2 separate regions of the Danio rerio genome follow, and region 2 is linked to region 1. The links are chromatin contacts, called in public HiChIP or PLAC-seq maps. All regions are on one chromosome and are shown on one strand. The core of a region is the stretch at or near the end of the contact, and the rest is flanking DNA. Distances in the headings are between cores, read along the strand shown.

Region 1 (6,017 bases), core at 81-2,580:
AGATTGTTGTATCTGCAATGGTTGTTCATGACAGCAGCAAAGGCTTAAGACTTAAGTATTTTCAAATATTGTCATGTGTTAATTTGGTCTACGACATTGAAAATTGTTTATTTATAGGCCTTTCGTTCGTTAACTGTACAGTACGGCTCCATTTGTAAACATCAATTAATTTTAAAGTCAATTTAATTCGCCTAATAATGCATGAAAATCTGAAGTCGTAATCATTTTATCAAATTGAGTTATTAAAATTCAGTTCTAATAAAAAAAAATTAAATTTAACAACTATAATATGGCTATTTCTTACTGTTGGTTTTAGTGTATTGGCTAAAGTTTACTAATGAGATTTTAAAGTAGTGTAATTTAATTTGTTTTAAATACTCTGAACGTACATACAAAATACGTCAATATCGTGAAAATACCGTATATCACGATAAAAGCATTAGCATCAATGAAATTACAAGAAAATTGATACTGGCAGAAGGCTAACCTGTAGGATGGAGTTCATGTAGCATGTATTCCCGAGATTGCGCAGTCCTGTAACTCCGGGCGCTAGTTTCCTGCGTCGCGCAGATTGTGAAGCATGATAGCGGTGCAGGCGTGCAGTACGGCGGAGCGGTTTCCGCGAAAGAGTCTTTGCAGATAGCGTCAATAACTGTTTGGGCGCTGCAGGAAGTCGCTCTGGAGGGTCGCGGAACTTCCGTGGTATTAGCGCGATTGTTGGACGCGGAGCCTGGGTTAGCAATCGCGCACTTTTTCTAGGCGGCACATTGGCTAATTCTCCTAGCAGTCTTTTTTTGACTTCTTTACGCTGGCGTCGTTTTTCCTCTCGCTCCTGTTCTTGTTTTTCCTCGCGCTTCCTGTGCTCTTCCTGTTGCCGGCTAATCCAGTAGCGAAGTGCGCTTTTGAGAAGAGTTTTCCGCCGGTGCCATAACGCCGTCTGCATCGCGCCGTCTCGCGTAATCTCACACACTCTCAATCCGCCATCCGTCACTGACGAACGCAGGGAACGCTGGCCAGGGCTGCGGACGGTGGACAGCGCCCCCCGCAGGAGCTTGAGATCGCCCTCCACGTTATCGTTCAACACGTAATCTCCGCACGCAAAGCAGAAGACATCCAGCTCGCGTACATCCATGGCTAGCGGATGCTGAGTCTGCTGGTAGTGGCTCCGTGAGTGCTCCTCCATGTAGCGTCCGCAGGCTACGTGCGTGCACTTCAGGCAGGCCCACACGGACTCGGTGGTATCGCAGTCCACGCAGCGCCACATCTGCGGGTTGAGGATGGAGTGGCCGTGGCCCAGGCGGAACCGCACCACGTGCTTACAGCGATCCATGGGTCCTCCCAACACGCATGTGCAGTCGCAGTCAGGAACCACACGCCATGGCCTCGCTCATCCTAAGGAACAAAGTCATGTTTAGATAAAGTAACGAATAGAAGGGAAATGCGTCACATGTTTATTTTCAGGCCATGAGATCCAGAGCAATATATGCGTAATGAAAGATCAGTCACGGTTTTGTATTGTTTAATTAACTAACATCTACATGACGTACAGTATTTAATAACGATACACTGAATAAGACAAATATAGTATTAGATTTCTTTGTTCATTTTTATAAATATAATGAATCACAACATTGACGGAGATTTGAGATATTTAGTTTGCGTTTGTTCTGTCTGCACCCACCCCAATCCTAAAGCGACACCCTATTGTGCGTTAACACCGGTGGGAGCGTCAACGTAGCAATTTTCATTAGGAGCTAGCGACAAGCTCTGCCGAAAGCGGAGCGGCCTGTTTTGGATGCTGAGATTGTGTTTTCATTTTGATCAATATAATAAAACATTTTTGACTGTAGATTATGATATTTAACTCATGCTTGTTCGACCTATTGTGTTTGCGTCTACAACCAATCATAAACCAATGCCTTAGGACAAGTTCACAGCGTCAACGTAGCCAGAAATCTTTCAGTTTCGTTGGGAGCCTCCGGCTAAAGTGGCGCATTTTGAACCTAAAACAGAGTTTAAAATCTGGTACATTTCATGGTGATGAGCTATGACACGTCAATTAATGAGCTATCCCAAATATCGTCCACATAACGTCTACACAATGCTTCCAACACATAAATACTTTACTTGGTCGGGCCACCTAGGTATATTTAGTCTTTTTTACTATTATTAACATCCTTCTACACCGCTACAATTTTTACAACATCTTTATCGTTATCCTTGGTGTGAACAGGACCTCTTGTGTTTTATTAACGTCTACACCCACCCAGGGCCAGAGCAAGCTGAACTGCCACTCTAGGAAAAGGACGGTCACTCCGCGGATGCTGCCCTCTCTATTCTGCCGCCCTACACGCGGATATAACTGAGGGCATTGGTGGTGAGGGTAGTGTCGCAGACGCCGGCCTCTCTATTCTGCCCCCCTAGACGCGGATATAACTGAGGGCACGGGTGGTGAGGGTAGTGTCGCGCACGCCGGCCTCTCTATTCTGCCACCCCAGACGCGGATATAACTGAGGGCACGGGTGGTGAGGGTAGTGTCGCGGACGCCGGCCTCTCTATTCTGCCCCCCTAGACGCGGATATAACTGAGGGCACGGGTGGTGAGGGTAGTGTCGCGCACGCCGGCCTCTCTATTCTGCCACCCCAGACGCGGATATAACTGAGGGCACGGGTGGTGAGGGTAGTCTCGCGGACGCCAGCCTCTCTATTCTGCTGCCCCAGACGCGGATATAACTGAGGGCACGGGTGGTGAGGGTAGTGTTGCGGACGCTGCCCTCTCTATTCTGCTGCCCTAGGCGACTGCCTAGGTCACCTCTATGGACGCGCCGGACCTGCACCCACCTCAACCCTACACCTACCCCTTACCGTTATGAATAATGAATGAATAAACAGTATTCATTGCTGTAGTGCATCACAGAAATGACACGTGTACATTCTCATTAGCCGTAGCTGTAACACTCATTAACATACTCGCGGTGTCAGTCGCTCCTACTTGAAGACCTTTGATCTAGTGGTCTGAATCCAGTGTGGCCTGAAACATGCAGGTCTGCGGCTGGATATTATTGGTTGAAGAACTTACTGTGAGAAATGGTGCGTTGTAGCATCAGAGCGGACGCGTCCTGCTGCTATTCAGAATATAGGTCGTCATCGTGCGGATCAAACACTGCAAACGAAAAACACATTATTCACACAGGCTTTTAATGGTCCGATCTTCTGCATGACACTGGGAAAATAAACGACATAGTAAAAACGATATTTACCATTTCCCTAGAGAAACTATTTTTATTTAAACTTTTTATAAGCTAAACATTTTTCTGATCTCAACGTCAAATTAAAAATAATATCAAACAATGACGTCTGTGCAAATATTTAGGCATTTCATAAACCCTATGAAAACCCGTAAACGGAAATTCTGACTCTGATTAGCTATTATTTTTCAGCTCTACATTCGCCTTTTGGGTGCTTAAGCCAATAACAGATCAGCACCTCCAGGGGAGGCGGGGATAAAGATATTAAGTCTCCATCTAATTGGTCAAAACTGAATAAACGACCTAATGATTGGCATGTAACTTACTGGACCTTTCTGCGATAAGGAAACTGCGTATACTAGTATCGTGATCACGTTTTTCATTATAGAGTATAATGAGCTGATTCTGAGCCTACGATTACATTAGTGTGCTTTCGTTTAAAAAAATTTGCTATATAACAGTCACGCCTGGCGTCCACACTACTGCGACATCTTCGTTTACTGAATACTGAAAACATTTAGTCTGAAAAAGTGGTTACGTTTTAGTGTAGATCGTAGATTTTTAAACTGGAGGCGTGGCTATCCATAACCATGCTCTGATTGGTTCTTCTAGACTACTGCGCATCTTTCCCTCCAGTCATTTAACTAATAAACAAGCAGACAACAAAAACGCCACTTGCGTTCACGCAACTCCGCCATCTTCATTGTGAAAACACTTGAGACTTCGTTTAGTCTGAAAAAGCGTTTGCGTTTTAGTGTAGACTCATAAAATCGCACTTTTAAATTAGGGGCGTGGCTAACCACTCTGATTGGTTCTTCAGGAATGTAGCGTCTTCAATTCGTCAAGCTCCAATCATGACTAAAATACGCAGCCAGTAGACATTAAAAAATGTCGTTGTATGCATGTCTTGTAGTCGACTAGATACAGACTTCAGGTCACTCCAGCGTCTTCGTGTTAAAGTGTTTTAGACGCATCAATTCGTAGACTTGAATTGGAGGCGTGGCTATCCACAATTGTGCTCTGATTGATTCTTCTGGACTATTGAATCCCTGATTCGTCAAGCTCTGGTCATGACTAATATATGTAACCATTAGACAACAACAAGATACACACTTGCCTATTGTGTGTGAATGCTAACATGATGTGTTTTACCAGTATCATCTGAACATGCCAGTGTGGACGGGATTCTGAAACGCACTAGTGTAAATGCACCCTACGTGTGAATTAAATGTTATATACTGAACATATACATGATGTGTGTATTGTAGTGTGTTCTTGTAGTCAAGCAAGAGTTCTTTGTGTGTGTATATGCAGAGTCTTGAGTGTTTGTGTCACAATGCAGTGTGTGTACACTTATATGAGTGTGTGTTCCTGAGTTACGAGTGTGTGTCTGTCTGTTGTTTGAGTGTGTGTGTGTGTGTGTGTGTGTGCTAACCGCTAGCGCTACTCACAGAACAAAAGACGCTCCGCCGGGAGACACGCGGAACCCGCGGCAGCTGCGGATCCGGGAGGTTCCGGTACCGGCGCTCGATCGGTGTGTTAATGTGTCTGTGTGTGTGTTTATACCGGCGCGAGAGATCTGTTACTTTAAACCCGCAGAACAAAAACCAGCAAGAGCCGCAGACACATAATAAACTCACACCGGAACCCACCGACCGGCTTTTTAACGGCTCCGCCGTGCGAGTCCTCCGCGTAACAGCCGGTATAACGCGCTTGCCTAGTTTAATCGCGATTTATATTTGCGTGCTTTTTTTACGCTCGCTTTCGGCTGTTATTTACCGCCATCATCCGCACGCGCGAGCTGTCACCATTTTCAACGCAACCGAACTCGCCCACCGCGGCATCACTGCGCTCTGATTGGCCGAGGAGCCGTCAATCACCAGCAGAACCGGTTTTGATTGGTCGCAGTGACGGAGATAAGCCGGCTTTTCATCGGCTGTGCGGATGTCCGTCAGGTTTTAAAGCTCCAGAGGCGGGGTCAGATGGACAGATTAACCTTGTGCTTTTCATTATAACACAGCCTTTTCTGATTGTTTTACTAAAAAATATAAGTGTACTTATATAAACGAGTGTATAAGCAATTAATACTTCCCCACGGATGGAAAAACTACAATAAAAAGCGATCAAAAGAGTGTAAACTGCTCAAGTATGGACTTTCCCGTTTATAATAGTAAAGTAGCCTGCATACTAAAGCACCGGGTGTTACCCAGCATGCACTGCAACTGCGGTCAAATCAAATCGAGCTCTAGATTGAGTGTCAATAATAAATAATAATGAGCGAAATGTGTGTTGGAGAGGGAATATTCACTGCATTAGCACATATTGTGCATTTGTGTATTCATTATTGCGCAGTTTAGCGTCTCAAAAGTATACTAACAGTCTGAATATTACATGATTGGTCAGCTGGTCATCTTTAAATTGGATTGAATACTTTTCCACTTGTTTGTGCTGTATAATGGTGTAGTGTGTGTGTGTTCTAATTTTAGGCTCGTGATTTCTATAGGACAGACAGAAAGCGAGCTGGAACTCGTCCACCGTGGGTTCTGCTCATGCATATTCAAAACAGTGTCTTTTCTAGCCAATCATCTGCTCCTTCATCTGTTCTGCGTTTGTTAAATGCAAATGTGATGCTCCTTTACAAACACCGAAGCGTAAAGACCCTGGTTTACTTTAAGCAAAGGAACCAGTAAGCTATTTTGTCATCTTGGGATTAACTTTTGAGAAGCATCCATAATTTATTAGCCGTGAAAGAAGTGGACATGCACAAAAC
Region 2 (6,561 bases), core at 2,626-5,125, 93 kb before region 1:
TAAATCCACTGAAATACAATTCAAATCGATGTGTTTGACGTTTGACCAGCATTTTAAAACCGGTTATGCTTCATGTATCTCAGATGTGGGAGATTTGTAAAAACTCTTGAACTTGAACACATGAAGGCATCGCATTTCAACACTTCAGTGATCTCTGATAAGGAGAGCAAATCGGCCAAACACAGAGCAAATGTTGAAGTAAGGTTGAGAGGAATGCAGTTAAAGAGGGCGAGGCGTAAATGTGAGATAAAGAAACGCTTTTAGATCTGAAATTGTATTTTATTTAGAAAAGTCATACAAAAAACAGCAAATACATGCCTTACAACAGCATACAGTCTCAGAGGGAATCCTCATACACATAATCCAGTGACTTCAAAAAAATCACAGAAAACAATTAGGAGTAATCTCAGGTGATATATCTGATTTGTACACGATTGACAATTATTATGAAGAATATATAGTTCATTTATATACAGCAGAGCGAATCTGAACGTCACCTTCACTTCAGGTAATCAGCTCTGACCAAAATACACATCAAACTTCATTTCCCAATACCAAGAGCCTTCGTAAAGCTTGACGTTCTCCATTGTGTGGAACAACCGTTGACTTAGACCAGGGATGTCAAACTGCAATGTGTAGTTCCAACCCTAATTAAACACACCTGATCAAGCGAATCGAGTCCTTCAGGCTTGTTTGAAACCTATAAGTGTGTTGGAGCAGGGTTGGAACTAAATGTGCAGGGCTGCGGCCCTCCAGGAATCGAGTTTGACATCTCTGACTTAGACTCTTTTAGTGGTGTAGCAATATCTGGACCAGGCTACGCCTGCGTGCCCTTACAACCAGACAATCGCCACTGTTTACCGGTTCATAAAACCTACTTTAGCCAAAACACTGGCTTACAGTTTCTGTGAAACCTTTTCCCTCTGGGAAGAGAGCGTTTCTAAAGGGAGGATCTTCAGAGCATCCAAGCTTAGCTTAAAGTTCCTCATTAGCAGGAGTCCAAAGTCTCTACATTTTTCCTGAAAGCGATCTCCGACGGTCAACTTTAATAACCGGTCTCCTCTATCCTCCAACCGGTGGAGTTCTTCCCGAACTTGTAAACAAGCCTCCGTCCGTCCACCCTCTCCAGAATCTCTCTCTTGTAGTAATACCTGTCAGAAAGAGCAAGAGTTTTGATTATTCTTCTGTCCCAGGCTCCACTGCCACAAACCCAGACTCCCCTATTGCTCCCAGGCTCCCCAGTGATTTTAGGATTGATTTATACCTCATGGCTCTGCTGAGCTTCTCGTAGGTCATGCTGCTGTTCTTCTTCTTCTGCCCCCAGAGCTGAGCAACAGCTTCAGACTTCAAGAACTTGAAGACGCCGTCCCTGCGGTCCTCCCACTTCATCAGCCCCTGGTTCTGCTCCGGGTGGATCAGGATATCCCGGATGAACTCCCACAGGTGGGTTCCTCTTGGAGCTTTGGGGGAACAGTGGAGTCTAGTTTAGTACACTGCATATGTGTGCATCAGGAGCCTCTAAAGGCAGAGCTCTGCGTACTCACCATGTTTGCTTTTCTTGGACTGAATGAAGTGATCAAATCCGTCACTATCCCTGAGCTTGGGAGGTCGTCCTCTGCCTCTCTTGGTCTTTTCTGGCTCTTGTTTTGAAAAGTTCTCTGTGGAAAGCAGACAATACAACTGAATGTCAGAGGTTTGTGTTTTGGGGTCATCCAGGGAACTCCCTTATTATTATGCTGCCCTAAAAGGAGCAGTATCTACACATTTGGTCAATATTGAGGTGTAAATCTACGTATATTAACTACAGAATCTGATCTGTTGTCAAAGCTTTGTGTTTGCGTAGATACTGTCCTCTGTAGGGCAGTATACTCGAGGAGCATCTTCCTGCAGAGTTTAGTTTCAGCCTGTGTGATTGTCAGGTAGTCCTGACGACACATGTCGGCCTATTCAGGTGAAACTCTGCAGGTAGATCGCCATGCAGGAGTGAGGTGGAGCAACTGTAGACGAGTGAGAGGAACTTACTGGAGCTGATGGAGTAAGGAGTCTCCGAGTATTCAGGGTCAGAATCACTGCTGTTGGACTCAGGTGAGCTCGGGTTCAGGAAGCTGCCTACACAGGACAAACCGAAGTACATGTTCAATAATGTTCGTTCACAGAGCGCCCTTGACCTGAGTTGTTTAGGTTTTAGTGGGGATTCTTACCAGCATGGGAACTCTGAAAGCTCTCCGTGAGAGAGTCGTAGCCGTGGTCACTCTCTGGGGTCAGCTGGCTGGTGTACTCATCGAAGTAGCTGTATTTGGCGTCTGAATTGTCTGCAACAAACAATTTTAAATGTTACTCCCAGTAGGGATAGACCTGCTCTCTGGGGGTTTTTTGTCTTGAGTGGGATTTGCGGCTCACCTGTTGGAATTGTAGACTGGACCACCACAGTTTCCAGCAGAGGCCCCAGGCCTGGTCCATGCATGGAGGGAAATGAGTTCTGCAGGATGTTGTCTAGTAGCTCAAACTCGGATTCGCTCAGGACGGTGTTCTCAGATAGGTCATTAACTAGGGATGCAACAAAAAGATTGTTAATGCATGCAGCCACCAAAAATCAGAACAGTTTACATCCTTAAGAGCGTTTGTGGATAAATTCAAAGCTGAAGTAGTTCAAGAGTGCATTACAGCTGCATATCACCCCGCTGAATGAGTTCAATCACAACTACCACAGTCAAAAATCACAACAAAACACAGCAGCAGGAGGAGATGTGGAGGACACTAGTGCTACACACAGGAGATGATTAAGGACAAAACAATGAATCCCTAACAGATGCTTTTACATTGATTCCAGGGCATTGAATTCTTAGTAAATCATGAGGTTTAACGGCCACATCAGCACCTCAGGTGTGTGTTACTTCCAAATAGTTCAACATCAATTACTAAACAGCAAGTTTATCTACAACAGTTACTCACCATATCTCGCCTTCAGGCTCTCCAGACTGTGGTGTAGCAGATTGCCCAACTCCGGCCCGAACATGCTCATCAGCGCTTCCTTGGATGTTGCGCAAAGTGTGAGCCCATCCATGGTGCAGTAGTTCAGATTCAGCAAGCCGGCGTCGAATCTGCTCTCCTCCACGTGAAAGCCGATCCACTCCAGAACGTTCTGCCTGCTCCACATCTGCGGGTTCACCTGGTCCCAGGAGCCTGCCGGAGAACGGGAGCACATTTAGCCTCAATCACACCTGACATGACGAGACGCCTCTAACAATAGAAGAATAGCCGCTCAGGTTTACTGTCTCCAGGGCCGCAGCTTCTGTTGTGTGTTTAACTATCGGTTGTGTTGACACCCTGCAGGTTTTGATCGCATTGTCAACAATGGCTGAAAGAGCCTAACGAAAGCATTCCTGCACGTCTGCTGCGGGCCCGAGTTAAACATTGCCTGGGTTAATTATTCACGAGGTCAGACTGAGGGATTATCAGCATGTCTGAACTCTCGTTTAGGTGATGGGAAACATCCCTGGCGAGGATGAGAGCCGTTATTGAGTGAGCAGGAGTGCACTCTTACCTAATGTGCTGTTGCTGTTGAAGGTGATCTCGGAGAGATGCGGTGGTCTGCACATGCTCAACAGGCTGGCCTGCGGCTCAGGGTACAGGTTGGCATTGGCGTTGTTGAGAATTAGACTAAGTTCGCTTGACGCCATGAGGATCCTGCGTGATGGAAAGCAACGCCAATTTAGAATTCAGAAATACACGTGTTTTTGTGTAGAAATATGATTTAAAATGCTGATTAGTTACCAGTTGTGGTGGTCAAAGATTGTTTTCCAGGTAAAATCCCAGTGTGAGAGCTGCGTCAGTAATAATCCAGTCAGTGAGAGATCTGCTTTAGCATTGAGCGTTCTGCTGCACCTGCTCCTCGTGTATTTATAGGGCTGAAATGGGCACGGCCAGGTATGGAATCGGGGGCGGGGCCAGGTGAGCACAGTCTCAGGGAGGGGGAATTCCAGCGAATGTCTCTCTCTCTCTCGCTCTACCACTCACGCCTCGGGTTTTTTTCCTCAGAATGGCTCTTCAGACCTTGAAACATGAACTTGAAACTTGACAAGGCAGCTAACATCAACCCAGAGATAAATACCAGCAAATAGTATACCACTGACACATTTACCATGAGAGTTCACACACACACACACACACACACACACACACACACACACACACTACGCATACTCCATTTCTTTTTCTTTCTCACAGACACACACCTGACATAAACCCCCAATACACACACACACACACACACACACACACACACATACACAAACACACACTCCCCCCAAACACAGACACACTGAACACCACACACATACACACACAAACACACACATACACACACACACACACACACACCTTACATAAACCCCCCAATACACACACACATACATGCACACACACACACACACACACACACAATCTTCCCAAACACAGACACACTGTACACCACACACACACAATCACAAACACACACACACACACACACACACAACTCATATGCACATGACAACACAAACACGCAATCACAAACACACTCACAGCCAACCCCAAAACATACACACACACACACACACAATCTTCCCAAACACAGACACACACTGCACACCACACACATACACACACAATCATTAACACACACACACACACACACAATCTTCCCAAACACAGACACACACTGCACACCACACACATACACACACAATCATTAACACACACACACACACACACACACACACACACACACACACAACTCATATGCACATACCAACACAAACACGCAATCACAAACACACGCACAGCCCACCCCAAAACATACACACACACACACACACACATACACACACACACATACACCCGCACACACACACACACACATACACACACATACACACACACTCTTCATATACACCCACCCCCCCTTCTTTCGCTCGCTCACACACACACACATACACACACACCTCATGCACATCCCAACACACACACATGCAATCACACTCACACACCTCAAGTACACCCACTCAACCCACACACCACCCCCCCCCCCAAACACACACACACTGCACACCAGACACACACTCACACCAACCATGCACACACACCTCACACCACCTATATTACACACACTCTTTCTGTCACACACACAGCACACCACACAAACACACGCTTCACACATGCACACAGCCCCTCCAAACACACATACACACACCTCACATCACATACACACACACACTTCATATACACCCACCCCCCCTTCTTTCGCTCGCTCACACACACACACACACACACACGCACACACACTTCACACACACATTGACCTATTCTCTCAACCCGTCCTGGAGGGATGAAGTCATTTCTGTCAATATTTACCATCTGGTGTGTGTGTGTGTGTGTGTGTGTGTAACAGGTTTCGGTTTGGTGCTGTTTCTGTGTGTTTATTTTGCGTCTCCACACATGGCTGAGTGCTTTAGTTGTAGATGTGAGGTGATCAACACTTCTCCGTCATTGTGAACTCTGAATATGGACGTTTTGAAGAGCTGGACTTCAGTGGAAGGGTTGCGTTGTGCAACACTGTTCATCATCAGAGTAAATACCACAGCATATTCAGCTATTACACACACTATAGCCATGTTGACACTTCTATTTTTGCACAATTGGAGCTATAAATAGCAGCGGTGTGTGATCCAGATTTAGGTTTTTCCATGTTATTCTTTTCACGTATTTTACTGCTGATATAACTGCGGACTTTTTTCCGCTTCTTGTCAACGTCACGAGAATGAGCGGTAAAGAAAAGACGTCTTGGAATGTAAATGAACAGGTTCGAAGAGAAATCAGACCGCAGGACTTTCCATGAGGTGTCAAACACACACACACACACACACACACACACACACACGAACTCTCTTAGCCTTGTTTAACGTGATGTTGATTAAGCGCTCGCTCTATAGAGGAGAAAGTGTCAACATTTTCAATCAAGTCAATCAGTCGTGAGTTTATGTAGCGCCACATTTAAGCCTGACATCGAGATGTGTTTTCACCAGTGAGCGACTCTATATGTAGTTTCACACTGGGTTTGATTGGACTAGGTCTGCATGATATTGAAATAATATCGTTATTGCGATAATACCATATTCAATATCCATATCGTAGAGAAGTACAATAAATTACGTTACATTTCATTGCTTATTTATGCAAATTTGACCAAATTGAGTTTATCGTCCAGTTAAGTTCAATTAATCATGAGTTTATGTAGCGCCACATTTATACCTGACGTCGAGATGCGTTTTACCAATGAACGACTCTATATAGAGTTTTATATTGGATTGGTTTGCGTTTGTATTGCAATAGCTTAGGTCTCCACAATATATCACAAAAATATCGTTATCACGATAGTAGTATATTCAATATCCACATCGCAGAGAAGTGCAATAAATTTATTTTATTTGCATTTCATTGCTTATTTATGCAAATTTGAACAAATTAAGTTCATTAAGTCCAGTTAAGTTTAGTCAATCATGAGATATCGAGCTGCATTTTCAC

What was found. HiChIP or PLAC-seq counts read pairs in DNA pulled down with a chosen protein or histone mark.
Region 2: a contact with region 1 is called in an H3K4me3 HiChIP or PLAC-seq map of gastrula embryo, with 4 times the contacts expected there. The contact joins the promoter of elf3 here to the promoter of usp49 in region 1. A contact is called at or near these places in 2 of 4 datasets of contacts at active chromatin or transcription factors (embryo and gastrula embryo).

Annotation. Positions count from the first base shown.
Region 1 is chr22:582,145-588,161 of GRCz12tu, reverse strand. It overlaps usp49 (ubiquitin specific peptidase 49), which reads right to left and starts at 1,330. Exons shown (of 6, transcript NM_001044896.1): 1 at 488-1,330. The coding sequence starts at 1,330.
Region 2 is chr22:676,967-683,527 of GRCz12tu, reverse strand. elf3 (E74-like factor 3 (ets domain transcription factor, epithelial-specific)) reads right to left here and starts at 3,875. Exons shown (of 9, transcript XM_002666100.5): 1 at 3,775-3,875; 2 at 3,545-3,687; 3 at 2,953-3,183; 4 at 2,401-2,547; 5 at 2,202-2,312; 6 at 2,023-2,109; 7 at 1,545-1,658; 8 at 1,265-1,460; 9 at 259-1,151. The coding sequence starts at 3,680. The coding sequence ends at 1,046.